2 separate regions of the Mus musculus genome follow, and region 1 is linked to region 2. A link is a contact called in public HiChIP or PLAC-seq data. All regions are on one chromosome and are shown on one strand. The core of a region is the stretch at or near the end of the contact, and the rest is flanking DNA. Distances in the headings are between cores, read along the strand shown. Region 1 holds the start of Slc6a9 (solute carrier family 6 (neurotransmitter transporter, glycine), member 9). Region 2 holds the start of Ermap (erythroblast membrane-associated protein).

Region 1 (4,170 bases), core at 1,442-3,941, 1.4 Mb before region 2:
ATAGTCAGCATGCCCAATTTCTCCAAATGCCCCTCAAGATAAAAATCTTTTTCCTCAGCCGTGCTGTGGTGGCACACACCTTTAATCCCATCACTTGGGAGGCAGAGGCAGGTGGATTTGTGAGTTCGAGGTCAACCTGGTCTACAGAGTGAGTTCCAGGACAGCCAGGGCTATACAGAGAAACCCTGTCTTGAAAAACAAACAAACAAAAAAAGAAAATCTTTTTCTTCAAACCCTGAACTTAAGCACTAGATTGCTTCTCAAATCCCAAACTTTCTAGTAATACCAATTCTGCACGCCTCCTTCTCCTCCTCAAACCTCCCTGGGCCTCAGCCCTTGGCAGACAGGTACCCTTGTATCCCTAAATCAGCTCTCCTTCACATGGGTTCCTTAGAGTGGATAAGGGACCTACTTTTCACTAGGCCATTAATAAGAGAGGTAGAAGAGAGGACTGCCAGAGGTTCAAAGCCGGCCAGGAGTACATAGCGAATTTTGTGTCATCCAGAGCTGCATACATGGTGGTTACTGTCTCAAAAACCAAACCAACCAAACCAAACCAAATCAAACCATCCCAGAAGCAAATAAACAAAAACCAACAAAACAACCTCCTCCACATAGAAAGCTCAGCATACAAGCTGTTAATCCCAGGGCTGTGGAAACAGAAGCAGGTGGATCACTGAGTTGGAGGTCAGCTTAGTCTATATAGTGAGAACAATGTCAGCCAGAACTACATAGTGAGATGCTGACTCCAGGAAAAAAGAAAGAAAAAAAGAAAGAAAAGAATTCAGGGAGCGGAGAAGGGCTGTGTGTGAGGGGGTACCAGCAGGAGGGGCTGAAATCTGGATGTAAAGAGAATAAAGAAAGAAAACTTCAAAATTCAAAATAAAGTTTTAAACATTTTCTTAGAACCATCCTAATGCCTTTTAGGTCCATCGCATCCCTATAAGTTAGATGGAAGCCCCTCCCTCAGCCCCAACCTTCCCTTTACCTGGCAGCTTCTCCCAAGAGCCTCCTGTCCATCTGTCTTGGGAAGGAGCCATTTTGGATAATCTAAAGAGGAGGCAGGCTATGAGAGACCATAAACAACTTGTAGAGGAACCCAAGTCCTGGTAGGGAAGATGAGAAGTGTTTAGATACTATCTGGTCAGATCCAGGACTTGAGCACACACACAACTACACAGCCTGCTGCAGGACCCACAGTTAGACTCCCAGAAACTTCTACATAAGCAAAGTTAAAGGCCACAGGTGGTGGTGGTGCACGCCTTTAATCCCAGCCCTTGGAGGCAGAGGCAGGCGGATTTCTGAGTGCAAGGCCAGCCTGGTCTACAAAGTTAGTTCCGGGACAGCCACCGGGACTATACAGAGAAACCCTGTCTCAAATCCCCCCCCCCAAAAAAAAAGCCCACAGGCACAACAGATTGCTTAGGTAGATCTGCGTGTGTGTCCCCTCTCTACTCTATACAAAACTCTGGTAATTAGTTCGTGGGAGACTATAAACCCCAAGCAGGCTTATAACTGCTGTGTTCACGGGCAAACTCAAAAGGGACATAAGTGCCTTCCTAGATCTGACCAAATCTCGAGAATGAACAGATTGTGAGTTCCATGACAGCAGAAAGCAGTATATAAGAAGGTAGTTCTGGGAAAGGGCTGTGGTTGAGCCGTGGGGTAGAGAGAGGCCCAACTGAAGGGAGTGTGCTGGCTGCTGTCTTTTTCAGTGATTATAAATTAATAAGGTGGCTTCTCACACCAGTTGATCTTGTGCGCGGCTTTGACATGGATGCGCCTGCTCTTTGGAGACTGGATGTCAATAAACAAGCAAGTTTCCTGGCCGGAAAATGGTGAGAACTCGGGGCACAGAGTGGAATCCGGAGCCTGCCTCTCCAGACCAGGGCCTTTTGCAGAGCACCTGCGAAGCAACAGCAGTCCTCTGGCAATCAGTATTGTCTGGTTTGATAGAGGGTTGGCAGCTTGCTCAAGGTAAGCAAATGTGGCAGCCTGTTCCATTTGCTAGGCACCACTGCCAATCTGGAGCAATGAGTTTCACGTGGGTATGCATTTCCTTAAGTCATTCTCTCCATTTTGCAGAGGAGGAAACTGAGGCTCAACAAAGCATCTTTTGGCAGATACTGCAATCCAGGCACCTGAAGTAGGTAGGCTCTGTGGCACAACTAACCAGGTAGGGCTGATCAAATCAGTGGTGGAGAATTCGGGGAGAAAGGGCTCCCCAGCCTTGCAATTCCAAGGAGTGGGCCCCAGGCTTTACTCAGCTGTGCCCACAGTCTCTAGCGGCGCTACTGCAAAGGGAACGGAATTTGCTCTTGACGTCTCTCTAGGGGGAACGCAGGCGCAGAAGGCCAGGGGCCTGGCGGGCTAACTGCAGCCCCAGCCCCCCAAAGCGCCCCAGGCCTTTTGGCTTCGTTCCAAGCCTAGCCCGAAGGGGAGGACATCTGCTTCCTCCAAGTGTCCCAACTGAAGGGCAGAGAGGCGAAGGAGAAGGGGACTCCTTTGCCGAGCCCCACTCCCAGGGGTTCGTGAGGATCAATCATCAGAAAACTAGAGCCACTTGTAATCTTATTCCCTGGTAGGAGGAGTCTGAGTAGTCGGCACGCGGGAGGGAGGAGATGGGACCAGGGCGGGGGAGGGCGGCCAGGGGAGCCGCTCAGGGAGGGGAGGGACTTGGCTAGGTTTCTCAAGCCTTCTTCACTCTCCAAACTTTCACCAAACTCTTAGCCCCCGCCTCCCCGAAACCAAAACACAACAAGCTCTGGAGGAGCGGCAGGCAACGCGGCGGGGCGGGAGGACTGGCGGCTGCAGAGAGCCTCGGGAGGCTGATGCAACTTTCCCTTTAAGAAAGCCACCTGGGCGCACCGCGGTGCGGACCCAGCACGCCTGGGCCGGGGGCAGCAGTATGGTAAGAGAGCTGGGGGAAGGGGGCTTTGCGGCCCGAGCCTAGGTCTGTCCAGCCGTCGTTCTGGGCGTTTCTGTGACTCTGGGAGGCTGAGCCCCAGGATGTGTATGGATGTGTGTGTGGTGCGTGGATGAGATAGCGTTTGCTTGCGGGTATCTGTGGCTAAGAGTGTGAGTGCTCGCACTGGGATGTCTGTCTCGCCGCGAAGGTCTGGGTAGGTGCGTGTGTCTGTGTGTCATCGTTGTCACCAAGGAACTAAAGCAGACGGGAGGGAGGGTGATTTCGGAATGGAGGGGGTGCGTTGCGTGCCGACGCCGGCTCGGTCGGAGGTGGTTGGTACGGGGCTGTGCGCGCAGCGCCGGAACCGAAGAGCGTCTTCGGTCTTTCTGGGGCGCCAGTGGGTCTGCCGCGGCCGGGAGCCGGCAGCGGGGTCTGTGCCCCGCGTGCAGCCTCTCGCCCCACCTCCTCTCCCAGCCGTGCTGGCTATCTATCTGGGCGCCGCAGCCGGCGGCCTTCCTAATCTGCCCGCCCACTCGCCCGCCGGGTGCCGGTTCCCGCGCGCCCGCGGTTCCTGGGAAGCAGCGAGGAAGAACCCCAGCGCCCTCCGGTTCTCTTTTGTCCGCGGCTCGCGTGGCTGCAGCGTTGAGAAGGGATTGCGGGGCGGAGAGTGGTTTTGGGGGACTGCTACTCTGGGGGGAAAAAATCCACGCCCTGCCACTCGAGCCTTCACTCTAGCCTTCCTTCTGGGCATGCTTGCGGCGAGTGCGGGCGGCCACAGGTGAGGCCTGGTTTCCCGCAGCTCCCGAGCGCCTGCTCCCAGCCTGTACCCCGCAGCAGGCAGCCACACACGGGCCGGAGCTGAGGCCAGCGAGCCGGGAGGGGGCTTGCCCGCAGACCCGGGAGGGGCCGAGGACGGGCGGGGGCGGGGCAAGGGGGCGGAGACCTCGGCACCCGGGTACTTTTCCACCGCGGGGGGCGGGGCGGCATCCTCCACGCCAGCTGAGAGGCGCACACGTGGTGGCTGATGTAACGCCCGCCCCCCAACACACCTTGCACACTGATTAAAGCGAACCGGTCTCGTTTCGAGGAAGTGGGCACTCCGGGCGGTGCCATGACTCCAAAAGTGACCGCGCCCCACACTGCCAGCCCGTCCCGGGCCTTCAAGTCCGGCCGGGCAGCTACTTAAAGGGGCCGCACCCCCTCTCGGGTCTGTTTTCCATAGGCCACGCCCCTCGCTAGTCACTCTTAAAGGAGCCGCGTAC
Region 2 (3,910 bases), core at 857-3,356:
TGTATATATGGGGGAGGCATGTGCACCACATGAGTGCAGGTGCCCTTAGAGGCTAGAAAAGGGTGCCGGCTCCCCTGTTAACTGGAGATAGTGGTGGTTGTGAAAATGGTCCCCAGCAAGAGCAACAAGTGCTCTTAACTGCTGAGCAGCATCTCCAGCCTCGCTGACAGCCTTGCAAGTTGACAATCAACCAAGGCTGCAAAGTCCTCATCATGTTCCAACATAAAGAAACCAACCCTTCAAATAGACACTGGGGCTAGCTGACTAGACCTAGACTCAGGTCTTACCTATTTCTATTTGCTAGTCCCACATCTCTAGCAAAGTTGTGTGATATCTTTGCCGCCATGGCAATAATCTGTCGGGGCAGGGCTTCTTCACAGGCAGGTGGACAGATTCAGGAGGAGAGTATGCATCGAGCACTGGCTGTAGATGCCTGGAGAAATGTGCTTGATAAATGTGTACTAAACTCAACGGAGATATCATAGCTCAGAGGTGCAAAGCACGGTGTGTTCTAGCGGTGGGAGACCCCAGAGAGTTCCCTAGTGAAGCTCTGCCCACCCACTTGCTATTGCCTGAACTGCAGGCAGTTAGGAGGAAGCGTGGTCTGTCCTGCCACACTGAGGAGGAAGTTGAAAATGCAAGCAGTCCAAGAGGAGATCACCTCCAAATTCTCTCCACCCGTTCCCACCCTGCCCATCACTTCAGTTATCAGAAAACAACCCGGGGGTGCTGGGGCGATGGTTCAGCTTGTAAGACTACTGCCTGCTCTTGCAGAGGACCTGGGTCAGTTCCAGCACCCACATAGCAGCTCACCAGTATCTGTAGCTTCCAGTTCCAGGGGATCCAATGCCCTCTTCTGACCTTCACAGGCACTAAGCACGCATTCACTCAAGCAGACAAACTTGTCCCCATAAAGTAAAAACAAATAAATCTTTTTTAAAAGCATAAACCCGTCATGTTGCTTTGATACCTGACATCTTCCGTGAGTGTGGCATTACACACATTTTCCACGCCACCACATGTTTCTTTAGCCGCTTCAGCATTCCAACACAGACCTGTGAGAATTTTTAGAAATAATTCCGTATGGTTGATCATCAGTACAGACGACAGTGGTTGGTGGCTAGAATTAGGAGTCTTAGTCCTAAGGGTTGTAGCAGAGTCTCCAACTAAATGAGACTGTAAATTAAAGCAAACTGCTTAACTCTTAGGCTTTGAGTTTCCTAATTTTAAAATAGGAATGTTTTCACCATCAAATTGTCCTAAGGGATGAATCAATCAATCAATCAATCAATCAATCAGTCAACATAAAAGTTCTCGCTTTCCCACAGCCTTGCCTTAAGTGAAATATATCAAGTTAAATAAAGTTTTAATCAATTTTATAATAAAATAATATTTTTAAGCTGTTTCTTTGACTTATTGTCTCTTAATAGCTTGAATAGATCTTTATATAGTAGCCATTTTTCCCCATGACACAAGTTGAAAGTATGTTCCTTCAGTCAGAATCAGTCACATTTTAAGTTTGAACTAGTTTGATTTTTAAAGCTTACAAATAAAAAAAAAGATTCCAACAGACATTCTCTTGCCAATCTTGAGCAACTTATGAAGACCCTACACATGTATAAATGATCAGCCTGATATGGCCCAGCCCGGGACCCAGCAGATGGTGGGGCCGAACTGCACATCTGCTGTATTATTAATGACTACCGTGACAATAAGTAAGAGTCTTAGACAGAACCGGCACAGCACGCTGGTAACTTGGATTCGAGGCTCCTAAGTGACAGCTAACCATTGTCCCATGTTGTCCTTTAAGATGATCTTTGTAAAAAGAAAGATTATTTCCCTACTGAACTTGAGGATCCTGAGAAATTTAAAGAACTAAACAGACTAAGGGAAGAAAAGAGACCGAAGAGAACTGACCTTTGAGGTGGAGATTGTGTCCTTTAGCGGCAGAGCTGGGGCCTCCTACCTGGGAACACTGGGCTCCCCACAGGCAGGGTGGTCTGACATCGGGCAAGAGTGCCAGGAAGATCTCAAGAGATGGGTCTGCAAAAAGTTCATATTCTAGTCTGATGCCAGAGTCTCAAAGCCAAGGGTTCTCTCTGTCTACCCCACAGAGGGCCTCTGACTGTCCCTATAAACAAACAAGCAACGCCCTGTCTGCCCACCCCTGATAAAGCGAGCGTTCAGAAAGGAGGCTCCCCAAAAGCAAGGGACCCGTCTACTGCCTCGGCAAAGAAGGACCTTTACCCCAACTCTCTTTTCCCCCAGTGCTTGGTGACAACCATGACTCCTAAAATTTGATTCCATTGTTCCTTTTTAAAAATGAAGGCTTGCTCTCTTGTACTTCCCAATAAGCATAAATTAGAAGCTTTATAGATGGAACTGAAGACCATTATGTTGGGGGAAATAGGGCAGACTCAGGAAGATTAGTTTTCTCCCATATGTGGGATTTATGTTTAGGGGTTTGTGGGGTGTGTGTGTGTGTGTGTGTGTGTGTGTGTGTGTGTGTGTAAGCACGTGTAGGTTATGAAAGTCAAAAGGAGACCATGGGAGAGGAGAAAGAAACCATAAAAGGCCAGGGGAGAGTAAAGTAATACGGGCAATTTGAAAGCACAGGGAGGAGCATTGGGGAGGAGGGAGAGCAGTAAGAAGGGGTTGGGAGTGTGTGAGAAGACACTGGGTGGGGGAATGAATAAGAACAAAGTGTAATGATGTGTACATATGCAACTGCCACCAAGAAACCCATCCCTTTGTACACTAACTTTTAAATTTTGACTTAAAAATTAGAAGGTTGGTTTCAAGATACCCACCAACCGGCCACGGCTTTTATCTCCAGCTACACCTTGATATATGCTTCCAGACAAGCCAACTTGCTTCCCGCCCCTCCTCTCACGTCACACCCTCCCCAACTGACTAGCCTTCTTCATATCGATTGTACTCACAGCAACACCAAATATGCACGTGGACTTTTATAAAAATGCACTGGTCACTCAGAAGTCCCCGGGGTTTCTTTTTTCAGTCATCACTGGGTTTCGAATCTAGCAGATTCCAGTGGTGGCCTGAACTGTGTCCCCTGTTGATGGCTGAGCTGTCACTTTCAGTGTAGCTGAGACTTGTCAGCAAGCTGTAGAGCTCCAGAAGCTTTTTTGCTTACTGTCTGAGATTCTATGCAAAGGCTCGTGGCCTGTGGTCATCCCTAAAGTTCACTGTAGGTAAGGCATCACGGGAGGAGCCCTGAGCCAGCTTTACTACATAACTCCTCCAAGATTTCCCACTTGTTCCCCGGACTAAAGAAACCCTTTTCTTCTCCTAGATCTTCTTCTGTAAATCCTTGCACTAAAGGACTTGTCTTACACTTTGCTTTGGGAATGGAGGTGGGTTGCGCTAGTTCATTCACCTGGCTCTGTGTTCATCTCCAACACACACCTCTCTCTCTCTCCCTCTCTCTCTCTCCTCCTCCTCCTCCTCATCATCATCATTCATATTAGGAAACCTCCAACTGCTCTCTCTCCTAGTTAACCTGAATATATAACAATCATACATGTACTCACCCTAGAATGCTAGAGCTTACGTCTCCCATCTGTTGACAGTCATAACTGAGTCATAACTCAGTCTTTGTCTATGTCCCTTCTCCCGAGTTTTAATTGCTTTGTTTTCAGACAGTATCTTACTACATAATTCAGGTTGACCTCAAACTCCTAACCTTCCTGCATCTGCCTCGTGAGTGGTGGTAGTACAGCCATTTACAAACTCAGGCCCACCATGCTTTGCTTTAAGGGGTTTATTGACAAAGGTCTGGACTTCCAGCTACATAACTGTGGTTTCCTGAACGAGGCACTATTAAAGAACGTTTATTGTCTTTTCTCCTTTATTTGAGGCAGAGTCTGCCTGCATACTCCACGCTGGCCTT

Evidence for each region. HiChIP or PLAC-seq counts read pairs in DNA pulled down with a chosen protein or histone mark.
Region 1: a contact with region 2 is called in an H3K27ac HiChIP or PLAC-seq map of cardiomyocytes, with 11 times the contacts expected there. The contact joins the promoter of Slc6a9 here to the promoter of Ermap in region 2. A contact is called at or near these places in 2 of 39 promoter capture datasets (erythroid cells and hippocampal neurons) and 1 of 115 datasets of contacts at active chromatin or transcription factors (cardiomyocytes).

What each region holds. Positions count from the first base shown.
Region 1 is chr4:117,832,567-117,836,736 of GRCm38.p6, forward strand. It overlaps Slc6a9 (solute carrier family 6 (neurotransmitter transporter, glycine), member 9), which reads left to right and starts at 2,692. Exons shown (of 14, transcript NM_008135.4): 1 at 2,692-2,911.
Region 2 is chr4:119,187,889-119,191,798 of GRCm38.p6, forward strand. It overlaps Ermap (erythroblast membrane-associated protein), which reads right to left and starts at 2,107. Exons shown (of 13, transcript NM_013848.3): 1 at 1,918-2,107; 2 at 971-1,055.